Linked DNA regions of Drosophila melanogaster: region 2 is linked to region 1. Evidence: chromatin contacts called from public Hi-C data. All regions are on one chromosome and are shown on one strand. The core of a region is the stretch at or near the end of the contact, and the rest is flanking DNA. Distances in the headings are between cores, read along the strand shown.

Region 1 (5,891 bases), core at 1,126-3,625:
CGACGATCTGTGACTTCGGGAACACGTTCAACTAACCTTCCACTGAATGTTCGAGAACGATGTTGGCTTTGATTGTGCTGATTAAGACTGCTTGTACTTCCAGATCCATTTGGAGATGTTTCCTTTTCATTCTCAATGCTGGCTTCTACGGTCTTTTCGTTTTTGTAATCCCAATTATCACTTCTTGGCAACAGCCGACCGCTACCAATCCGCCTTTCTTGGCGGGATGTTGAAAATGTAGGTGAAGATGACATGCATTGGTCGTGATCCGGCTGAACAAAATTCAAACATGTCTCAGCAGTATCCAACTCGCTACCCTTACGGCTAGGCGAACTGGCTGCCTTGCCCTTGCTTGCACAAGTGTTTATCCCCTCGTTGCTTTCCTCGCTGTTGCTGCCTTTCGATATGACAAAACGCCTCTTTGCAAATGCCGGCATTAAATGTGAAGATGATATGCTACGGTGATCGATGATATTCAACTTATAGGGCTGTCCATGAGAAAGCGCATCCTTATCTTTATCCTCCCCACTTATTAGAAGAGAATCGGTAGGTACGAAGCGCTGGTAATAGTTGTTTGCCCGTTCTCGATTTCTCATAGCGCGACGTGAACTTATTGAGCTACTATTGGAACAAATTAAGCTCGAGTTATCTGCTTCTGGAGAAAGTCGATTCTTGTTTTGATTAGAATAGGCGCTGGACACGGTTAACGCAGCTGTGTTCAGATTAATTTTCCAAAAACCTAGCGTCTGCAATTCAAGTCGTGTTGAACATTGCGGGCGCTGTCGACTTTTACCTTCATATCTTAGAGCTAACAGGTCTACTTTCGAGTACCTAATGTGAAACAGATTGTTAAAACAATGTTAGTACATATACAAGTTTAAAAAAACAGTACGCGAGAATAATATCGAAAAAGTTGACTAAAATTTACCAATATTTAATCCACATACCTGGCACTAATCTTTGATGTATCCATTGCTAAGGACTATAGTTCACTGTGTAATCTAACTTATTACAGAAAGTCGAAAAAGTTAAGATATCCAAAATTATTAAAAACAGAACACTCTCCTATATGAACGGGAGAAATTGTACAATGAATATACAAATAGTACACACCACTTATGCAAACACACACTTTGAAAAATTAATATATATATATATATATACGTATTTTAAGGCCATATATATGACTGTTGAGTTTCATGAGAATATAATCCCAAGACGCTTACATACATATATAACAATTTTTAATGCTCACAATGTTGCGATTAGCTTTGTGAATATCACGCTAAATTGGAGTGGGATATAGACATTGAAAATATTTTGTTCTTATTGAACCTTAAGGCATTATATATATTAATATTGAAACATTAAAAGAGAAACACCGTGAAACAATGGAATTTTGAAGTTGTGACATTTGTGGGAAAAGAAATTCTAGGTTTTTCCTACTGGTGCTAAAGCGATACCAGACTAAGCATATCTGTCCGTTCGTATGAGCGTCGAGTAAAGGTGCCGAATGTTTTCTAAAATGATTAATATTATTATTTACACTTGAAAAACAAAAAATAAATTTTATTTATGTAACGTCGATGTTTTATAAAATAGTTTATATGATTATTTACATTTGAAATACTCATAATATATAATATAAATAAGAATATTTTTATATTATTAAACTATTAAATTTTAAATTTAATATAAAACAAATCAAGAAATTATAATCAGGCATGCATTACCGAATAATCGTAATTTGTTTCCGAATTCGATTTGATTTCGTAAAATTTTTTGCTGTCGGAGTGTTTTCTGTACAGTAAACAGCTGTTTAAGCTGTTTTCCAGCGGACACCTTTTTCACAATTTTAATTCCGATGTTCGCATTTAATTTTTTACTGCATTTTGACCGTTTAATTAATTAAATTAAATAGCATTACTTACGAACACTATAGGCCATCTTTTAAATTAAGATAATTAATTCTTTTATATTTTATAAGTAAGTTTAGTCGACGCACGCATGACCCCATGCCAAATCGAAAATTTTTTTTGCCGACGGCAAAATTTTGTATGTCAAATTTTTAATGGGGTCAGAAATAAATTGTATATAAAATAAATAATGAATATAAATAATTAATATAAATCAATAGACCACTGAGTAAACTATTTTTTCCCTTGGTAAATAATATCTTACGTGATATAAAAATGGGCATATACTTTTCATTTCGGCCAGACAAAAGTGTCCGTTTTACAAATCGAAAAATCCTTACGAATTTGAAAACCGGAGCACCGATCTTGCGTTTTAAAATGCCAAATCGAAAATTTTTGTTGCCGACAGCAAAATTTTGTATATCAAATTTTTGATGGGGTCAGAAATAAATTGTATATAAAATAACTAATGAATATAAATCAATAGACTACTGAACTATTTTTTCCCTTGGTTAAGATCTAACGTGATATAAAAATGGGCATATACTTTTCATTTCGGCCAGACAAAAGTGCCCGTTATACACATCGAAAATCCTTACGAATTTGAAAACCGGAGCACCAATCTTTAAAATCGAAATCGTAAAGTACTTCGATTAACGGAGCGTGCCCGATAGATTGATTTTGAAATTTTTTGTAGGTGTACACAGTTATACAAGGAAGTGCACGCCTAACGCTAAAATATGCTGCCGGCGGTCTGATGAAACATGCACGGAATAAGTGTTCGGTCGACTTCGGGAATGATCTTCGTGCACAATGTCTAGAAAATGACATCATGTTCCACACAATGTCATGGTCTATCAAAATCTATAGAGGTTTAGAGTTAAATACATAGCTATTTTTATAGTCATAGTCCCCTTTTTTTGAGAATATACGATAGTTTTGGTTATGGTCTAAGAGTGCGTCACCCAATTTCTATATGCCGTCCTGCATTGACCTAACGGTCTCTACCCACCCATTAATGAAGATAATGACGGCGGTATCGTAAGGATGGCAAAATAGGGATGGTATGGCACAGTACGAAGAAATGTGGTACAAATAAAGCCATATGTCGAGTTATTAAAAATCAAAGTTTTTCATATTTTTCGTATGGTGAGAATTTGTCGTCACATACCATGTCCAAGGGAGTAATAATTTGAAATAAATTGTTAAAGATTATCATACCAAAGACATTAGAATAACAGGATGCGTAACGTCTTACGATTTTTTGGCACACGGTTTTTTCGCCGTGGCTCCAGGCCCCCTCGAATTTTTGTTCGAGAGCGAGAGAGCGGAGAGCGCTACAGCGCACAGCTCTTTTCTACGCATACAGTGATAGCAGACAACTGTGTGTGTGCACACGTATCCATGCATTGTAAATTTGACAATATATGTACATATGTATGCCCTTCACCTTAGAAGTTCATAGACATTAAATCTATATTATTTTTGATCAATTGGCACCGTGCGAAAAATTCTTGTTTTGCATTGCCTTAACGTTATTATTATTTAAATATAGCTTAGAAATAGTAAAAGCCGAATCATAATGTCACAAAATAAATTTTAAAAATGACTGAATGAAATGAAATGAATGATTCAGCTTGCGACTTGTGAAAAATTAATAAGACATTGTTGAGTGCTTTCGTCTGCACTTCGTGCCTCAAGATATACTTCCAATAAACAGTTTTCATATTTTTGTTTATGTTATAAATTTGTATTTTCTACTACGTATTATTTTTATGGAATATTTATTTCTCAATATAATGTCTTCTATTTGGGAAATTTATGTTTTAAATTACAGTAGTTATACTTCCTTGGTATTTTCCTTAATTATTTAGTATATTTATTAAGTCATTTGACTTAATATGATGTATGTAAATGATCAATTTTTATTATTTAACATGCACATTAGATTCAGTTGTTCGATTTCAGTTTTTTTTTGTTATATTCCAATTTGATATTTTTAAAAAGCGCGCAATTTTGTCATATTGCTACGAAATCGGACAAAACTCCTCAAATATGTAAATTCGTTTCTTCAATCAGAATTGATTTCGGCCCGAAAATCGTTTTCTATCACAACACGCACACATATACGCGTTCTGGTCTCTTGCTTTTACTTACACAAGCAAGCAAATTCTATTTTTAGATTTCTTACACTCTCATTGTAAGCGAGCGGACAGACAGCAATTTTGGCCGTCACCAAAAAAGTGGCTGCATAGTGCCAAACCAATGTATGGCCGTTACGCATCTTGTTATTCTAGTGTCTTTTGTCAAACCAATGTATGGCCGTTACGCATTTTGTTATTCTAGTGTCTTTGATCATACCACCTGGCCATCAGTCATGGTGTGGAGGGAGGGGGTCAGATAGTAGAATTCGTCTTCCAACACTGGAAACTCTTAGTGAAAGCACCTATTAAAGACCTTGGAAGTATGAAACAGAAAGAAAAAAGCGTTTCCTACCCTATAAAGTATATATATACATATATGATCAGGATCACTAGCCGAGTCGAACTGGCTACTGCCACTCCTACACCTTTCCTATCGTTCCCATCGATATGCTGAGTATCGAGTATCTGATCTGTCGAAAAATACGGCTGATTTTGTTGCTTAATAATTATTAAACATGCATTTCTACGGAATGTATTGTAATTTTATACCTGATGTTTTGGTATTTTTTTCCAGTTCTGAAAATTTCTATCGATTTGCCAACCAACTTCTTGCCACGCCCACTTTATACCCACAAAACTCCGAAAACCACACTTTTGAACAATTTTTAAACTTTAACAAAATCTATCCGCAAATTATGAAATTTCGTGTTAGCATTTCCACTAGATGAATAGTCGGGGAACTCGAATGAGTTCCTCCTCTCTTGTTAAAGTTATAATTTTTCAAAGACCTTGAAAATACTGGAACTGTTAGACTTGCAATGTAGAGTAAGAACAAGAAATCGACTTTAAAATACCGTACACAGGCGAACAGAGATGAGATTTGACTTACCATTAAAATTCCGCTGCTAGCGCATCTTTTGCTTGATGGCCCCGTTTTTCTAAACGAAGTATATGTACATAGCTTTCTGTTTTGTTTTCAATAAAGTTTTATTTATTCGGTTCTGAAGGCTAGCCTTTATTTAAATTAAACATATATGAAGCAATTTGAAATTATATTTTTGTATGTATTATAATATTTCAATTTATGTAGGCACCGTTAAAAACAATTATAAAATAAATTTTATTTTTCCAGTGCTTTTGAAAATTTTTTGTTTTTTGTGATCAATTATTTTTATTGAGCATAGCCTTAAGATGTCTTTGATCAATAAGATTGGTGATTTTTCTTACTTGTAAGTGATTTTATATTTCTTCAAAAACTAGACTAGACTATTTTTATTTCCAGAAGTTTGATAACAACATAATGGTTCAATGTTGCCGACTGGATAACTCCACTTATTGGACTCCGCCACAGAGTTGGTGGTCAGGGATACCACCTGCTGAGCTTGTTGCGGACGAAGAGAGTGCAATTGTGATTTTAAAAATACAGGGAAGGCAACATGCTGCTGAATTTGCAAGCTGGATGATAATTCATTAGCAGCTAAGCCCTTTATAAGCGATTTGTCACTAACACATTTTGATACCGTTCGCTTGGAAAGACATCGATCTTTTTGAAGTTTGTTTCTTTTTCGTCGAGCTAAAATTTGTAAATTTCCATTTATTCCTTTTGCGTCCTGAAAAGAAAGATTTAAAAAATAATATGTTGTACACAGAAATATATCTTTGCAGTTCAACTTATCATTTTGGTAATATGTTTTTAAACGCAAGTACTTTTTACTCGTTGATGGGCTTTCTAAATAAATAAATATAAGTTTAACTAAATAAACTCCAACATAATTTCTGTTTGATAAACCTGGGACGACTACGGCATATAGCTCTCAATGGAACAGTCCAA
Region 2 (5,891 bases), core at 1,834-4,333, 190 kb after region 1:
CTAAAAGCTTTTATATTTATACGAGTAACTCGTAGAGATAAAGGGTATTTTGCAAAACAAAGTTTGCAAAACCAACGATTGCGAGAAACTAAAAACCTATACAGGTGTAGCTGTACTAAGTTTCAAAATTTATTTGTTACTTTTATGTTAAACATTTTTAGACATCTATATAGAGAATAACTCTCTATAGAGTTATTAATGCCAGATAGCCTGGCATTGGATAGGTTTACTACAAATTTGCAGTCATAAGGTAAAGGTATTTAGAAGTCTATAAAAGTATTTAGGTCCGCTTGACAAAATCTAACGAGTTAGTACCCAAACAAACTCATTATGTTGCTTTCATACAATAACAGTTCAAATTTTTAGAAAGTGTGAGCTACCTAATAATGAACCTTTATTGGTGGTTTTAAATATAAATAAATGCTTCAATTTACTTAATATAAAATAGCAACTCAACTTCTTTGAAACAAATGTTATTTATGTGCAATTCATAGTGCAGGGTGCTCAGTAAATACTTATTTATTGGTGCAACTAGCTTTAAAAATGTGCAAATGCTCGTTTTTCGCAAAAATGTTTCATTTACTTTTTTCGGTATTTTTGATATTTTCCAATAAGGCAATTATGCATTTTTAGAAAGATGTATTTCTTCGTCCCAGAACAAAAAAAACGAATGCAATTTAGCCATGTTTTATTGGATATCCATGAGTCAACTGTCATCCTGCTGAAAAATACCGTATTTCGAAAATAGCTTAGATACAAGTAATAATCATTAATCGTTAGGCCTCGGACTTCTAAACAAAATTTTACTCATAACAAATTTTTTACCTTTACTTCCAGTTGATGAATATTAATATTAAAAAGTATACAGAGCCAATGTGACGAATTTATATATTTTAAACTTTATAGAAAACTGTATACAACCCAAAAGCACGTACTATCCTTTAAAAATTCGTAGAAAACTTTATACAGCAGCGTGAAAAGGAATTATTGTATATAGTGGGTAGTCTTTGAATTCCTATTTTGTTATAACATTTAAATAATTAAAGATATAAAAAACCTACATATATATACATATATACATAAATAAATATTAATATATAAATACATAAATATATAAATATATAAATATATAAATACATAAATATATAAATATATAAATATATAAATATATAAATATATAAATATATAAATATATAAATATATAAATATATAAATATATAAATATATAAATATATAAATATATAAATATATAAATATATAAATATATAAATATATAAATATATAAATATATAAATATATAAATATATAAATATATAAATATATAAATATATAAATATATAAATATATAAATATATAAATATATAAATATATAAATATATAAATATATAAATATATAAATATATAAATATATAAATATATAAATATATAAATATATAAATATATAAATATATAAATATATAAATATATAAATATATAAATATATAAATATATAAATATATAAATATATAAATATATAAATATATAAATATATAAATATATAAATATATAAATATATAAATATGTAAATATATAAATATATAAATATGTATATATGTATATATGTATATATAAATAGATTACAAAACTCAATAATGATATATGTATTATTTTTTATTTACGTTTATACATTTTTTAAATGTTTTGAGTTGTATAAAACTGTATATGTATTTTATGAATGAATCGCTTTCGTACCTATATACACAGTTTTCGTAAGAACAAAATTAAAATTTAAGTCATGCGCAGATAGATATTCACTACGTCGTTAAAGCTCAATTTAAGAACTTACATATTATTATCTGAAAAACTCGATTGTTTAAAATTAAATGATGAAATGAATGAAATTAAAATAAAATTAAATAGAAAAAATTATTATAAATACATATCATTAATACAAGTTTTACTTAATACAATTAAAAAGTACAAATAATTGTTAAATTAACTGGTAAGTTTTTGAAATATTTATACAATATTTTCAAAATTTAATTATCTTTAATATTTGACGGTAATGCCTAACAAACGCGCTTTGCTTGAAATATGGTACCGTGTACCTGTAATGAATACTCTTTGCTATGACGTCTACAACACTCCGCGGAAACGTGACTAAGTGAGGGTTGGTTCATATCGTATGTGACTTGCATCCTAAGATCACGCGTGCGCGTGTTCAAAAATCGTAGCCCTCTTTTCAGGTTACAGTGGTCAAAACGGGAGCTTAAAGCTTTGCAAAATTAGTTTATATGTGTATTATAATAGAGCATTCCCATACATTCCCTATCGATTTCGAAGAAATCGTGAGGCACAGAATGGTTTTTCACACTGGGTAATATCGAATTGTTGTTAGCTTCAAAAATTTATTAAAATTTGGATTAAAATTAACTCTTTTGTTTTTAGCCTAAATTAAGCAATATGGGCAAGCTTTAATTATATAACCCATTTTAAAATACGCTAAGTGTATAATCGAATCTTGTGTGTCGCCCGTTATGATCGTACGATATAAGAAAGGCTTATTTCCTAAGTTTTCAAAAAAACTTGTGTTTAATACAAAATACAATATTCTTACGCAATTCAAAATGGAAGTATATTTTTATATTTTCATTTAACTGCCGATGCGAATTATCCATAATATACCTAATTATATACTTATGCATAATAATGGAATGCATAAATTTTTATTTGAATTCAAAAACATGTGGTTTTTCACAAAATGCCGATAATCTATTATGTTGCACGCAACGTTTAGCACTTTTTTCTCGTATTATTACTCGTTACTCGTATTGTTAAAGGGTATACCAAATCAGGATATTTAAAAATTTGACTAAAATCTTTATTTTTACTTCAGTCAAATGGCAATTTTATACACATAAGTAAAAAATGTTGCTTTGAAATTCAAAGTTCTTTAAAACTTTGGATGATGAGCGGTTTCATTTCACAAGGTTGGGAAAGACTTATTGATTCTACCAAAATTATGGTATGAAAATGATTTAAATTCGGAGCTTTACGTGAATGTATTTCGAATACTTTCAAAGTAGCTTTTAATTTCATGTATGGATTTTCTCTTGAAGCAATTATAAATATTTTTAGTTGAATTTTAAGTAAACTTTAAGACTTATTTTGACCAACACAGGAAAATGAGTGAAAATATTAAAGTTGTTGTTCGATGTCGTCCGATGAACCAAACTGAAAAAGAACGAAACTGTCAAGTAAGTGTATATTTTAATTTATTACATCGACTTTATATCGACATTACAAAGAGAAGGTTAAATTTTTTTGCCGAACACTTTTGGGATTTTAAATATTTTGTTTTGTTAAGAGTGTGTAACAGGTAAGGAAAGCAAATTTGCTGTACTTCCAAACTACAGCGACTTGGTGGAAATCAAAAACACTAACTTTTAAATACATTCATTAAACATTGTCTTTTCTAAATATATGGAAGATGATAATCCTTCAATACCCTTAACAAAACATATTTGGGTAAAAGAAAGTTTTAGCGTTTTCAGGATTCCTTGGAGACTGGGACTTATCATGCAGGTTAATAAAGTTGTGTTAGTAAAGTGATACACCTATGCATGACTAGGCCCTGGCGATCCGCTCCGAACACGCATTATAAATACGCAATTAATAGATATGTTTACATTAAGTACTAGCTTCCCGGCAGACTTCGTATAGATAATTTAAACAAGAGAGAATGTTGTAGTCAATTTCCGCGGCTATCAGTTACCCGTTACTAGTGTGAACGCGAACTCGAAATATCATAATTTTTCTGGGATATCGATAAATATTGGGGAATAAGATGGGATAAAATTTAAGAATTGTTCAAAAGTGTGGGCGTGACCGGTTTTTTTGCAAATCGATAGAAATTTACAAGACTAATTAAAGTATAAAAAATTGTTCAATAGAGTGGGCGTGACAAAAATTTTTTTTTATTGCAAATCGATAGATATTAATTAAATTATTGTAAGAAACCCAAACGTACGAGACTAATAAAGATGTGAAAAAATACAACACATTTCTCAAAAATTGTGGTCGTGGTCGCAACGCCACCATTTTAGAAAAATTATTGGATATTTTTTCATAATTTTATTTGTCTTGTAAATTTCTATCGTTTTGCCAAAAAAACTTTTTGCCACGCCACCTCTAACACCCTAAGGCCGCCAAACCGGTCACGCCCACACATTTGAATAATTTTTAATATTATGATAGTTGTTGCTTTTATGTGCAAGAGCTCCTAGAATCTAAAGCCTATTTAATTCATTTTTCTATAATAAGTATCACATTTCTGAGATAGTAATACAATACAACATTTTCTTTGACTGTCTCTCTCTCTCTGGTCATCAGTGCGATTAGCAGCTTTTCGGTGATTTAATTTACGGCGTTCGGTTATCTTAAATAATCAAACTTTGAATTAATCAAAGTCAGCAAACTGACACAAAAGCCGATAGAAATGCCTACGAAATTATAATTGTCTTGGGGTGAATATACTTCAAAGTTATATAAAGCTAAGATTTTTTGCGATCATAAAATTAATTTATTTTTTAATAAAACGACAATTTATTTACTTTTGTCATTTCAGAACATTGTTGAAATTAATGAATTTGCAGTTTCCGTGACTAATCCATCAGCTCGCATATCTCAACAAAAAAAATTCATATTTGATAGTGTTTATAATATGAAAACTGACACGGAAGTGATTTACGACGAGATGTGTTATTCATTAGTTGAGAGTACAATCGAAGGATATAATGGAACCATTTTTGCTTACGGTCAAACAGGTTGTGGGAAAACACACACAATGCAGGTACTTGTCAAAATATGTAAATGTGTATGTATGTAGACGGGTAGTATAGTAATGACTAGTATAGCTAAAGGTTAACTATATTCGTAAAAAAAATGAACAGGTATAAAGTGTATAAATTCCTTAACAGGACCACCAGCCGAGATGAGTCGAGCGGCCATGTCCGACTGAATATTTTATAATGCTTGCCGCTCGAAAAGGGTAAAATATTGTGCTTTTTGTGCTACAACATTTTTAAAACTTACATTGATTGTACGTTTTCCGATATTACATTAAAACATCTGATTTTACGGTTAAGCCCGAAGACATTGGCAACCATATAAAGTATATAATTAACTAAAGTTACCGTCGCTATGTCCACCGCATGAAATACGTCGACGAAGGCATTCTGCAATGTAAGCATTATGCCGGACGTCGTTACGTAGCTGGCAAACTTTGTTTATTTGCATGACCGCTACGAATATGAAACCGCAACAATGTGATTCGTTTTCTATTTTAGCTCCTAACTTGAATTTCTGTATTTGTAGCTTTAGTTTGATTTCGTACTCCAACGCCACAGCTCCGCTTGGCTTAGCAAATAAAGAATTAATATTAACTCCTTGTCTTTAATTGTCGCGGCCCCGCCCGACACCCAGACTCGTATAGCCGCGCGCGATTACACCGGCATAAAATACTTAATTTATACATATGTATATTCTTAATAAGTACATACAACCACATTGTGACAGTCATGTCCGTCCTGCATCTTTCCCAAATATTTTCAGAAATTTAGTCGGAAAAAGAAAATTAAGAGAGAACACTATAGTCGGCTTTCTCGATTACCAGAGTGGATCATTAGGAATATAGTTTAACATTTTTGTGGCGTGGTTTAAATGTTTTCGCATATTAATAGATTTAAGCATATATCATGGATGTTTGTATATATTTGATTTAGTAAAAAACGCAATGAACAAATTTAAATTTTTGTTGTCCAAAATGGCCAATGGAAGAGAGATGGTCTTCGCTGCCCAGGGAATTAAGCAATGCTAAAATAACTGGAGCCATCAGTCCGGAGAAGCCCATA

What was found. A called contact is a pair of places that touch in the nucleus more often than the background predicts.
Region 2: a contact with region 1 is called in a Hi-C map of the Kc167 cell line, with 1.6 times the contacts expected there. The contact joins the promoter of Kif3C here to the promoter of lncRNA:CR45201 in region 1. A contact is called at or near these places in 10 of 107 Hi-C or Micro-C datasets (the Kc167 cell line, the S2 cell line, eye imaginal disc and 2 more).

The regions. Positions count from the first base shown.
Region 1 is chr4:957,059-962,949 of dm6, forward strand. It overlaps lncRNA:CR45201 (long non-coding RNA:CR45201), which reads right to left and starts at 2,376. Exons shown (of 1, transcript NR_123751.1): 1 at 2,166-2,376. It overlaps 4E-T (eIF4E-Transporter), which reads right to left and starts at 1,334. Exons shown (of 8, transcript NM_166798.2): 1 at 948-1,334; 2 at 1-831. The coding sequence starts at 973. It overlaps fuss (fussel), which reads right to left. Exons shown (of 5, transcript NM_001169358.2): 5 at 5,283-5,670. The coding sequence ends at 5,317. It also overlaps asRNA:CR44030.
Region 2 is chr4:1,144,383-1,150,273 of dm6, forward strand. It overlaps Kif3C (Kinesin family member 3C), which reads left to right and starts at 3,084. Exons shown (of 5, transcript NM_143682.4): 1 at 3,084-3,236; 2 at 4,607-4,831. The coding sequence starts at 3,165. The region is part of intron 1 of CG32017; the gene reads right to left.